Regions from separate parts of the Acanthopagrus latus genome. Here region 1 is linked to region 2. A link is a contact called in public Hi-C data. All regions are on one chromosome and are shown on one strand. The core of a region is the stretch at or near the end of the contact, and the rest is flanking DNA. Distances in the headings are between cores, read along the strand shown.

Region 1 (6,923 bases), core at 1,813-4,312, 460 kb after region 2:
ACCTTCCTCAAAGCAGCTCTGAGGACAGGATGAGCTGATTTCCCTTTTTCCTCACTTTGTTTTGAGCAAATACAGATATCATCATCTTTAAAAACATGTCAAACAGCTCAGATACACACAGACGGAGGTCTGAATTTGCTGAATTTAGAGGAAAAGCAAACAGAGTTCGCTTGGATCATTTAAGTGAAAGTAGAGAGTGACATCTAGTGGAGAAAACAGCTCAAAACAACTGCTGTATCCACTACATCATCGATAGACCTGTAGGAGATGAGACTTAAACACAGTGTATGTATCTGCACTGCCAGCTAACTTTAACACCATTCATTTAATATAACAATTATTCAAGATTATGTGAAAAAGTTCAGGTTTTCAATGTTCAGTTTCATACACTTTAACATTACATGTAAGTATGACTTTTTATGGGCATGTGTGAACACAAGTAACAAAAACCACCTGATGTCACTTCCTGCTCTATATGAAACAAACCCGTCCATCACTGGGACAAACAGACTCCATGTCTCTACTCGAAGACAGAAAGAAATTCATGTAGAACATTTGTGAATTTACAAGAAGGTCCAAATAATGAAGCAGAAGAAGGAGTCAGAGACAGAGATTATAAAGTGTCTCCAACTCAACAACTCACTAAACTGACACATTTGTTAAGGCAGTCTGGAGACTTTCTCCACAGGGACAAAGAAGTAGCCTATATTGTTACTGTTTAGTGTCTGTAAAATGTGACATGTTTAGATCAGTAAAATGTTTCTTCTTTCATAAATGGAGTGTAAATAAATAAATACTATCATTTGAATCTATCTTAAAATGTGTGAACTTTAAATATATAGTCTATGTTAACAAAATACCAGAGTCAACCTTTGAAATTCACCATGTTTCATTCCGTGTGTGTGTGACTGCAGGATGTACAGTACTCCTTCATGTGTTTTATATTCACATCCTCAAACAGAGGAAAAGGGCTCAGTGAAACAAACTGCTCACCTGAGAACTTGGATGTGTGATGGACACTTTCATGTTCTTGGCATCCATCTCCTCACAAAGCAGAATTTCTTCTTGTGCATCCTGTAAAACAGAGATCAGTATCAAATCATACATAGAGTACCACAAGTAAAAGTACTCATTAAGCAGAAATGCCCATTTTTCATTATTATCTACACAATAATGTGTTCTCTTTCATGTAAAGGTGAAGCTCCTTTTAATGTCTTTACATTCTGCTGGCTGGCTGGTTTCCCTCCACAAAGTTTAATGTTAATCTATAACATTACATTGTAATTGATTAGTTGATTATATTTTGCATTAATACTCTGAACATGCAAAAAGTTATCAAATTAATTAAGTTAAAAAGTAAAATGTTTGCCTCTGAATTGAAGCAGAGACTGGCAGCCTGATACTCAAGTGAAATACAGGTAAATTACCTCAGAACAGTACTCCAGTACTTGATTACTTCCACCATTTGCAGCAGGTTCAGTTATCTGCAGTAGGACACAAGAAGCTAACGTTAGCTGATGGCTAATGCTAAGCTAAAGCTTGTCTGTGCTAATTTCAGAGTTTAACTTTCAAGCTAATGTTAAAACCTCATTGAAATATGAATTGACAGTTAATTTTTACTGACATGTGTCTCATAAGTCATAACAATGCTGTGTCCATGAAACTGTTGTGCTGAAGGTCACAGACATTTTGTGGTCAGGATGCATGTCATGAAGTCATGAAGATGCCCTGGGCTCGTTCAGTCAGGTGAGTGCTCCACCTCCTCCACCCATTCCTTCGCCACCTGCTCCACCTCCTCCACCTCCACCCACTCCTCCGCCGACTGCTCCAACTCCACCTCCACCTTATTATTCATTTTTCAAATATGAAAACATAGCCAAAAAATGTACAAACTTTCCTCATAAGAACTTTTTATTCGTACATTTTGATGTTTACAACAGGGTTTTAAGACCAATGTTAGACCAAAATAGTTTAGAAATGAATGACGTCAACATATTTTGCGTTAGTTTTTTTTTTTTTTTTTTTTTTTAAACAAAATCTATGGAAGCCGAAATTGAAATTGGCTATATATATATATATAAAGAAAAATCCATGGCCAATTTCGGCTTCCGTAGATTATATATATATATATATATATATATATATATATATATATATATATATATATATATATATATATATATATATATATATATATATATATATATATATATACACTGTTATCTCGTGATAATGACTTATTATCTCATTATCTCGATATAACAAAGGTTGTTTTCTCGTGATAACGCATTAATTATGTTCGTCTTGATTTCAACCTACAAGAGCTGCCACGAACGGCTGCCGTAGCCGTCTGCAGCTGTAGCCTACCGGTGAGTTACACTTCACGTTAGTTTGTTTACTTGACTGGGTTTGTTTAGGAGCTACCAGTTAGCAGATGAGAGGCTGACAAACTCCCATCTATCCGGCTGCTTCAGCTAAGGTAACGTAAATGTAGGCTAACGTTAACTTAGCAATGTAAAGTGAAACGTAATTAATATGTGTTCATTTAATTTTACGGATATCACATCATTAATTAATTAATTATCACGAGAAAACAAATGCTGTTATGTCGAGATAACCAGATAATAAGTCATTATCACGAGATAACAGTGCATAAAAAAAGGAAAATCCATGGCCTTTCTTGGCTTCTGTAAAAATCATAACATTACAAATAAAATGGTACTTTTTGCATACAATCGAGAAAATGAGAATACAGCCACACATTGTTAAAGGAAATACTTAACATTTCTTTAATCATGCCGTAAAATTATGATGAACATGATATATATATTTAATTAGGGGGGCAAGTCAGAGCTTTATTCCGTTAATATCTTGACTTATAATTAAAATCAGAACTTATTTCGTCCTAAAATGTTACAACTGATTCTATTAATGTGTATTCTTCTTGATGATATAACTCTACAAAATATTTTGACTCTTGCTTTTATTCCACCTCATGAACCGTCGTTATGTCGACGGCCATGTTGTTGGGTGCAGTTTCTGTGGTGCCTTGAAATAGAATCAGAGTGAGACCTCCTGCTCCCGGTCCTCTGACAGCTGCGCTCTGTGGGTAACGGAAGACATTTTGAGCCTCTGCGGTCGGTCCGGTCCATTATTCGAGTGTCAGCCTGAAGCCGGGGCTGACGTGCAGTGGAGTCAGTCTCCACACTGAGCTTTATTCGGTGAAAAAGACAAGATTAAAAATTTAACAGTTTGAAGTTTACCCGGCGTATGTGTAGCATAGCTAGCTTAGCTTAGCGTCTGAAGCCAGCCACAAAAGCTAGCAAAGTCCTAGATGCTAGTTAGTTAGCGGTACCTAGCTGGCCTGCCCTCCTCCTCCTCCTCCTCCTCTTCCTCCACCTTCTCCTCGACAGCCGGTCCCTTCACGCAGACACAATGGCTTTAAAACGAATTTCCAAGGTAACGAGCCTCCTTATTATCATATTTAACGATAACCACAGTCTGACTTGGTCGTGTTCAGATGTTTGTGCCGTTAACTCTCAGCTAGCTAGCAGCTTTAGCTTGTTCTCAGCCAGACAGCTGCTGCCGATGAAACATTTGGTTTAAACGGTCAGATCGTAGCCGGGGTTTGGTTCATGCTCCGAGGGGACGTGTAGAGGTATTTTCTGTGTTGTGTTCACGTGTATCGGTGTTCCTTGAGACCGGGTTTGGACGGAGCCCCCCGCGGCGGTCTGTAAGGCTTCATATGAAACAATGGTCCAATTTACTTAGCTGATGTTAGCTTTAATTAGCCTCAGTGTCAGGCCTTTGACTCAGATCTTCCCTCACTTACTTCTGTTCATATTCAGTTAAATAACAGTTTAATCTGCAGTTATTTAGTAATATCAGCTTCTGTGTTGTCCACATTCAGCTTTCGGTTGTGAGTTTCAGCTGTTCTCACCCTGAGATCTGTCTTACAGGTGTACACTCAATAAAATTAAGATTATATCACAATGTACACAAGATTCACACAACGGTTGATTGTGGTCTCACCTCCATGTCAATTGGGAACCTAAATTAAAACAGTCATTTACATTGCTGAGAAGTCCGTATGATATTTCTTTAAATTTACACATTTTAACGTTTTATGTCTTTTAAGTTTTCCTCACATAAAACACTCCACATAATAGGTAAGACGACCCCCCAGGTTATGTGTTAAATGGGTCAATATTTTATCTTTGAATAAGAGTCAAACAACATCAAAAATCTGATCAAGGCTTGGTGTGTAAAACCATTCATTATCATTAATTCTGGTGTGTTATATTTCCACTGTGTTTATATTGATACATTGTGTCAGTTATAAAATTAATCACACACTATTTTGATAATCTGTTAATCACTTTGAGTAATTTTTTGAGAATAAATTATTTCTTCCTCAGTGTGTGATATCAGTTTGTTAAATGTGGATATTTTCCTGTTTCTTTCCTCCTCTGTGACAGTAAACTGAAGATCTGTTGAGTTGCAGACAAAACAAGACAGCTGAGATCAATTGATTACAGTCAGTTCAGTTAGTCTTACCAAATAATCTTTGGGTTGTCGATATTTGGCAATGTGCAAGATTGAAATCACACGAGCTGCAGTAGTTTTTCTATTGGTAAAATACGAGACCAGAACATGTTTTTGTTTTTTTTTGTTTTTTTTTTTGAAGAACTGAGGTGCTGCTGAACTAAAACTCTTATTCTCCAGTCATGAGAGAACATGACTGTTTGGTGCGGACTACATCTGTTATGATATCGGATTTTCATGAATTCTCAGTGATGATATTATCCTGATATCTATAGAAAATCTAAAACAAAGAATTATTATCTTAGTTTGTTGTATTTTCTCTTTTTTTGTTTTTGTCAAAAAAACACAACTCTCCAAAAAGAGCAAATGCACTTCATGAATAGTGAAAAGGAAACCAGATGAACTGATAAACAAAGGATTGACAACCAGATTATTCATACATATTATCATGTGTATTAATAACACTACATCAGTACTTCTTTTTTTTTTTAACATCATGGTTATCGTCAACACTGTTCCATCAACACAGACCCAGCAGAGCCAAATGAAACACAAAATCACCATTGCCTCCTCGAGCTGTGATTTTATTTTATTGAAATAATTTGCACCTTTTTATTATATTTGTGCTGAAACAGCTGCACACAAATTTCCTTCAGGATGAATAAAGTTCTGTCTTGTTTCAGTTTGAACAGTGTTTCTGAGCTATTTCCGAGTCACAAGATGCCATTTGGTGTGTTTTTCACACAATGATAACAGTTAAATAGAATTTGATGTCAGTGAGTTCTCAAGTTATTAGTGGTGTGTAGTCCAACAATCCCTGTGTTCAGAGGAAGGAAAGATGAGTATGTCTGCCCTCCTGTTAAAAACTGTGCTGTAAAAGTAAGCAGATTCATGTAGATTAAAATAATAAACAATGCAAAGACTATAACTATTCAGTTTAGTTGAAATGTGTTCAGGAAGCTGTCTTATGTGCTTTTTAAAGATGATGCTGGTCAAACAAACGTGAGTAAAAACCAAAGTCAAAGTATCACAAAGGTCATTTTATTATCCTTTTCACTTCCGGTGTTTCAGTGTCTTGAAAGCCAATTTAACTTCCCTTTTTTATATTTGAACAACAGGAACTCATGCAGGTGAAAAGAATCAGGCAGCTCATGTTCTTAATGATATTTTATAAATCGATTTAATATACACTTTTAATCATTAAGGAAAAACTCTGTTGTACACAGTGAGAGATACAAAGAGGAACCAGTGTCTGAGGGGGTTTTCCAGGCAACATATGTAGTGGAACATGACTTTATATTTTTAGAAGAGATCAATAAAACCAGTAAAATATTTAATTAATAACCACAATATTGTGTGTACGTGTAATATCTGCTCTCCCAGCTGCCTGTCACAGTCAGTGTCTGAATTCCTGAACGTTTTCTCTCCTCAGTCAGACCTGAAAGCTGAGCTGTGTGTGAGCCCGTATGTCACATACCAACACACACACACACACACACACACACACACACACACACACACACACACACACACACACAGTTTGGCTTCAGGGAGACCTGCAGGCTGGAAATCCAAAGCGGTCGTCCTATAAGCAGCCGTGTGTTTTCTCCTGAACTGGCCTCCGACTCCTCTGTCCACACAGTAAAAATAGAGCTACTGCTTGCACATCAATAAAGCCTGTGTGTCTGTTTGTTTCTAATGCTGCCTTCACATGGCACAGAGAGCGAGGGCTTCATGTGTGAGCTGCTAAAGTTCAGCCTTCAGAATGTGTCTGTTGTAAGACAGATCCTGTTTGATAAATGACAAATGTGTGGTCGTTTGTTGATTGTTTGATCATATAACTAAAGCTATCAAGTCTAAAGATCAGCAATGAATTCTCTCATCATCAATATCAGACATTCTGCTGTTTCTCTTCCTCTACAAAGATATTAAACTGGATATCTTTGTGTTTTGGCTGATACAAACAGTGATTGTTTCTGTGAAATTGGCTCAGGAAAGGACAGACAGGAAAGTCTATTTATTATTCATTAATTAACATTTACAGTCTTGTAACCTTAAACAAATCCCAGAACCCCTGAATCTGAACTCTAAAATTCAGAGGAGCCTTCAGTGGTAATTTATTGAATTTTGTCATCTTAAATAAGACTAACACATTAGAACCACACTAGATGAACTGGTTCAATTAGTCGTGTGTGTGTGTGAGTGAGTGACATGCAAAACACTAAATGACCACAGACAAACATGAAGCATGTTCTATCAGCAGTTTCATTGGTTCAAGACAGATGAGTGTAAAATAACTTAGACCAAACAGGAAACAGACGTGAACACAATGTTCAGACTGATCAGAGCCACCACAGATCCTCTGACAGATCAACAGA
Region 2 (6,842 bases), core at 1,352-3,851:
TGCTACTTCTCATGGAAGAGGTCTCAGACTGGTGGCGTCCCCCACGGGGTTTCTGATGGAGCTGCTCAAGCGGAGGAGCTGACCTGTGATCAGCTGATCCTGACCCAGAGAAACGGGAAGCTTGAGTTCTTTTGGCTCCTGCCGAGCTGAAAGCGTTTAGGTCCTGAGAGGGACCCGGACTGGCACCTCTGCCCACCTTACCATACTCAGAGGGTCCCAGTCTGTGGTGGTAGTCCACCACGGAGCCAGAGGAGGAGGATGATGGTGGATGGAGCCTGACAGAGCCAGTGGTCCTGGGGTTGCCCCAGCGATCCAGGTCAGATGAAAGAGGACTGGTGACCTGGTCCAACAGGCACTGGAGCGGCGGGCTGTGGTGATGATCCCAGTCAGTGGCAGATAAGTTTACGGCTGGTAGACCTGCAGAGCTGCGAGGATAAGAGGAGCAAGATGAGGAGGAGGAGGAAAGAACACTGGGAGCGAGAGGTGCGATTGGACCCCTCTTCCCTTTGATCTGTTGGAGGACATGAGGAAGAGACTCGACGTTGAGGACATCTTCGGGCAGCTTGGCGAGCAGAGCCAGGTCAGCAGGCTCCAGACCACAGCTGCTCAGGATGCTGAGGGCGCCGTCCTGTGACCACTGAACTCCTCTGGAGGATGAGGAGGAGGAGGACGGGAAGGACGAGGAGCAGGACTCCTGAGGTGGCCTGTAAAAGTCGTGGTCTGGCGGGGCATGACGGCGGTCAGACGAACTGTAGGGCCCAGGTCTGAGATCAGAGTCGAGTGGCGGTCGTCTGTATGGGTAGTTGTGAGACATGATGGGAGAAGAAACGCTTGCGGCGTTTCCTGCAGACAGAAGGTGTCAGGGAAGACAGGAGATGTCAAATGTGACTTACAGTGACGGAAAGGTTGAAGACTGTTCATCCTGAAAGCAATTCACTGAGCAAGATGAGCAGTTCAGATCTCAGAGCAGACACCTGAGGACTGATGTACATGAAACAAGGCTCAGATACAGAAACAGATGGCGCTCCATCTGCAGGCGCTGGGCTCAGCAACTAATTCACAGCTTCAGATGATTTGTTGCTGCAGAGTAACAAATGTGTTTCACTCTCAGGAGAAAGATCTTTCAAATTCTCACAGGAAACACTTTCTTGTTGTATATACATGTAAAAGATATTCATTAAAAAAGATCTCATGTGTTTCTGCCACAGAAAATATGTCTTGTTCTAAAAATATGTCAAATCCATGTATGTTACAGTATTTATCATCAGAAACATATCTGGATGTTCTTACAGACTGATGAAACTGCGTTTACTTTATTATCTGCAGCCAATCATACGTCTCCTTCCATCTGCAGACAAACCAAACCTGCTGTCATTTTAATGACACATCGCCAGGATGAAGACTTTAGTGCTCATGTTAATTAACGTGCAGGGTCCAGTGTTTGAATAAAACAAACAAACAAAGCTCTGATTAGACACTAACTCAGAAGTATGATGTAACATCCTGTAAAACACTGGTGTACCCGGTTACATCTGACAGATTCTGTACTGCTATGAATCTCAACACTACTGCAGTATTACTCACAGTACACCAACTGTTGGTAATGTCTACTGCTACTGTGTGTAACTTTGAGCTTTGTTGCTCTTGTTTAGTCTATTATTTTACATACAATACGTTTAAAGCAACATTATGCAGAAATGCCACCCTGCCACCTTTCTAGCTTCACACTGTTCTGGGGCCTTCTTTTCTTGTAGAAATAGGTTTATATCTAATACTCCATTAATACTAATGAGGTGATCTACAAAACTATGCAGAGCTGCTTTAAGGTGAAACAATGACAAAGTGTTGCTTTAACTGTTATATAGGTTCTACATCTTTGTGTACCTGTGCTGCTGTAACACGTGAGTTTCCTGCTCTGGGATCAACGATGGATTATCTGATCTGATCAATAAGAAGTCAATAATACCGAACACTGGTGTCAGAGTCTCTACTGTGAGGCTCTTCTGTGTTTTACTGTATACCACTATGCATTCATCATGCTTAGGACTGAAAGTGTTCTCCCAGCTGTTTGTGACGAAAAGAGGAGGAGCCAGTGAACCTGAGGCAGAAGAGATAAGAGTTGTTCAGAACCACTACAGAACCGTACCAGCAGACAGAGTAGTTATAGCAGAACATGAAGACTCATCAGAACAGAAACACAGAACATTCAGAGATACGTAGCCACTTTCGTGTGAATATAACTGTTTATAAGCTAATGCTACTGAAGATAATAGCCAAGCTGGTGAATGACATGTTGGTCAGCGTCCTGTTGAGTCTCAGAGCTTATGTGTGGATTCAGTTTACATTCATCTGTATGAGACCAGACGTTATTTCAACATGCTAACAGCGTTAGCTTTCCGAGCATCATCACGGTTATCTTACAACAGAGATGAGCTGAGCAGCGAGCTTACCTCAAGAGAAACACCGGACTCCTTAACACAGCTCCGAGTCGTTCATTAAGACAGGAAGCAACAAGGGACGACTTTGTTTTAACTGCAGACAGTTGCATTAAAAAGGAGCTAACAGCTAATAGCTAGCAAACTTACAGGCTAGAGGGATTCTTCTTCTACGACTATGACGGTCTTCAGACCAAACTAGGCTGAACCACCACCCCCTGCTGCTGTGGACAACTCACTGCGATTTTTTCAATTGCTTAGGCACGATTTCGAATAGAGGGCTCGGTTTTTCAAAACACGACACACAATTAGCACAACCATACACACAATTAGCAGAACACCTTGCAAAATGAAACGCTCTTGTAAAAACTATACACTACTTTATAAAAATGATATTTTCTTACCATATGAAAACACACACGTTTCATATGACTTAATTCTGTCTGAACCAGTTACACACTGCTGCGCTTAACCTAAAAACACTTTTAGCAATTCTACTCATTAGTTATTTGAGTAATGTAAGTGAAGTACACAGAGAAAGTGCAAATATACAATACTAAAAATTCACCAAATACAACACAAGACCAATGCTGAAGAGTGATGAAAATATACGTTATTTATCTAAATCAGTCAAAATTTCAACAAAAGATGTTCATGCTACAACGGTACTGTGCATAACACCAAAAAATAAAATACACACCCAATCAAAAAAAAAAAGAAAAGAAAAGAAAAGAAAATCCAGCAGGGAAAATATTAGGGATTATCTCTTCGCCAAGCTGGATCAGGCCAGAGAATTTCATCGTCATCACAGGCGATATCTTCATTAGCAAGACGACGAGGGAAGAACCGCCGTGCATTTCTCTGAGATTGCATTATTGGCCAGAATCATGTTTGTGATTGCTCTTTCTTGTTCTTGTGTGAAAACAGGCCCCCTCCCTCCTTGTTGCTCTCGAACCTGAATCCTATGTGGAAAGAAATACATAGGATCTCACAGGAACCAGCATGAACAGTGCTGATATGGTAAATACTATGCAGTTGATAACTTTTGTAGAAAGATTTGTTAACCTAACCTGTTTTCTTGTCTAAATGTCCTGATCACAGATGCCACTGTATCTCTGCTAAGATTTGGCTGAACTCTCAGTCCAGCCTCCCTCAGCGTCAGTCCGTGGTTCACCACATGGTCAACTAATGTTGCCCAAATTTCATTTTGGTCCTCTCCTTCTTAGGGCATGTATTCCTGCTTCCGGTCTTCCTCTGCCTCGTCCTCGTCCTCTTCCTCTTCCTCTACCTCCACCTCCGCCTTGACCTCTGGCATGGCCTCTGCCTTCACCTCCTTCTCCTTCTCTTTGAATTCCTCCTCTCATTCTGACTCTTCCTCATCTCACTCGTTCCATTGTGGTAGAAGACAGGTGAACTCACCTGCTGCCTTTTTGTAGTGCTTGAACCTGATTTGTGTGTCTACAATTACGCAATCATGTGTTGGTGCACCTGAGTGTTGTGTTTAACCAATTAGATAATGAGTGTGGTCATTTGAAAGTCATCGCTTTGGAATTTGCAAGGAAGTGACATCATGATATGCATCTGTGTCTAATGTATACAAGTGTGTTTAGTGTTTTGCAATTTTACTGTGTGCAGTCATTTGCAAACAGTGTGAAGCTGACATTGTGCTTATAGCTGTGCTGATCTGGTCTGGAGTTTTGCTCCTTGAGTGTAAGTTTTTTATAATTGTGTACGACTTTTGATTTTAGTGTTTATGCAATCCAAAAAAAACTGTAAAAACAAATGACATGTTAATTAAATAATAAAATAAATAAATAATAAAAGAAAACCATGAAAAAATTAATACCAATTAAAATAAACAAAATAAAATAAATAAAATATGAATAGATAAGATACAGAAAACATGAATAAATCAAGGTTTATATTTAAGTATCTATATCTAACGGTTGTCTGACAAAGATAGATAAAGAAATACATACAATTAACTTTACATACTTATGTGGTAGACATTGTATATATATATATATATATATATATATATATATATATATATATATATATATATATATATATATATATATATATATATATATATGTATATTTCTCAGACAGGGGCCTGAGTGTCTCATGTCATATGATGTTTTGACCGTAGGGATGCGCTGTAGGACAGTTTTCAAACCAAACACCGTCCATAGTTGCAGACACACTGACCTCATCTCCTTCATCAGCCAGTGATTCAAATCTGCCGAATGAAAACAGAAATCAGCAGGACTCAGACACATCCAGCACGACCGCTTCACTGCTCCACGCAACTTTATAATAATCAAACTGTTCGCTTAAAGTCAATTTCCATGCACAAAATGACTTTTAGTTTTCTCTTTCTGGCCTCTAGAACAAAACCAAAGCTTCCAGCATCAACAGTCTATATTATTATATAACCCTGTATTATATATATCTCAGATGGTCTTCATGTTCACTTTATTGTGCGTAATTTTATAGAGATAGTTTTACAGATGAAAACATTTAATGTAAAACAATTTTTAACAAAGATTGTTTGATATGACTTTTAATGATTGAGTTGATTTGACTTTCAATGCGATTTTTTTTTTTTATATTATGATTAGATGAAAATAAGAAGTTTATCCATCCGGTCAAAATAAATTATTAGAAATATAGCTGTTGATCTCATGTCACCGTCAATTGACAGGCTTTCTGTACTGTCGCCTGGACTTTATCATGACATTTTAGAGTCTTCTCGTTCACGTTGGCCTTAAATCCTCGATGACATGCTTCAGAAATACACTCAGATAAAACACAGGATGCATTTAACAAAGAGAAGAACAAATGAGGAGACACGTAAAAACATAAAGTAACAACATCAACATGTAACTGAATCAAACGTTTCTCTTTCACTGTCCGTGCTGTTTCCGCCCTGCACTCAAACGTCAGCAGGTAGGTGGTGTTGGTGGTGGTGAAGCAGCAGGCGGCGCCACAGACCACACGGTAAACAGGTCAGCGTCCGTCTATTTCACTCTGATGAGTTTGTGGAAATAAGATGATAAAATACGGTTTATGATATTTTACATAAATTCTGCTCAGTCTGAAACAGTTCATCATGTTTTTATTGTTGAAAAGAATATTTATTCTGTCTTTGTTGAATCCAACGACAGGCGCTCTGATGCGCATTTTTCAGCCTCATTTAAATAAAATTACAAAAATAAAACATGATTCAAATAAAAACCGTGCTTGCGTTTGAGGAAAATACAGAACCACATCCAGTTTATTGTAACACAAACACTGATAATATAATTATAGCTTTAAAACAGTCAAATAAAATATGAAGATGACAGAAAGTGTAGAAACGTCCATAACCTGCTGCAGAAATGATTGAACAATAAATCAAATCAAATCAAATCAAATCAAATCAAATCAAATCAAATCAAATCAAATCAAATCAAATCAATAAATCACAGGTGTCCTGACTGAGACAGATAATTTAAAACAAAGCCATAAAGTCTGTGGAAGAGAAATTATAAAAAATAAAAAAAATAGAATCATGAAACGAAAAAATCAGCTGATTTAAATTTGACTGAATTAATTTAATTGCACGGAAACTAAAAATACTTTTAGTAAAAACGTCACCTAAATCACATGTGTCCAGATTTACTGTACACTATAGTGTGAATGGAAACAAGGAGAATAATAATCATTGTTCAACAAAATGTATTTTACATTATCATCACTTGAGACAGAAACATATTCAGTTTAATTTATCTCTCAAACACAATCTTCATGTTTATAACTCAGCTTCACACAAACAATCATGTTAAATATGAAAAATGAAGAAAATATATATGTAAATAATAAATAAAATGTCTCCAGACTCATGAAGTGAGTTGCCAGTGAGAGTCAGTCGGACAGGTGCGTCACCTGAACGCCACATGACATGTTCGAGCCACGTGTTGTTAATAAAACACACATTAAATGTGATGATCTTAAAAACAGTCGACAGAGTAAAATATGACAGAAAACATGCAGGTTGATCATTTTGACTTATTTTCCAAAATCTGAAATTTAGAAGAGCTAAAATAAATTCTCTTGGTTGTTTTGTAATAAATCACAATTTATGTTATTGTTTTTATTTCAGTAGAGTTACTTTATCTTTTGCTTATTTAGGAGTTAAAGCAAAATCATGTTGTCTGTTCAGTGATGCGCAGCCTCGTGTGTTATTAACTTGTTATCTACCTGCAGTTAAACATGTGAGTCCGTTGAGCCACATGTCTGCTGATGAATCATGACATCAGCTGAATCTGGATCTGTTGGCCTGAGCGTACTTTGTGTTTCATGTCAGAGTCGAGGTGGCTGAAAGTTTAATTTTGGACGTATGGTTTGTTCTGGCGGGCTCTG

The links. Hi-C and Micro-C count contacts between places; a contact is called where the count stands out from the background.
Region 1: a Hi-C map of muscle shows a contact between it and region 2, with 4 times the contacts expected there. The contact joins the promoter of LOC119007556 here to the promoter of matr3l1.1 in region 2. A contact is called at or near these places in 3 of 4 Hi-C or Micro-C datasets (all in muscle).

What each region holds. Positions count from the first base shown.
Region 1 is chr18:1,661,608-1,668,530 of fAcaLat1.1, forward strand. LOC119007556 (ubiquitin-conjugating enzyme E2 2-like) reads left to right here and starts at 3,063. Exons shown (of 7, transcript XM_037077316.1): 1 at 3,063-3,459. The coding sequence starts at 3,436. It overlaps LOC119007875 (a long non-coding RNA gene), which reads right to left and starts at 1,753. Exons shown (of 4, transcript XR_005071257.1): 1 at 1,625-1,753; 2 at 1,428-1,484; 3 at 994-1,074; 4 at 1-520.
Region 2 is chr18:1,200,282-1,207,123 of fAcaLat1.1, forward strand. matr3l1.1 (matrin 3-like 1.1) reads right to left here and starts at 2,602. Exons shown (of 24, transcript XM_037076332.1): 1 at 2,451-2,602; 2 at 1,885-2,098; 3 at 1-843. The coding sequence starts at 814.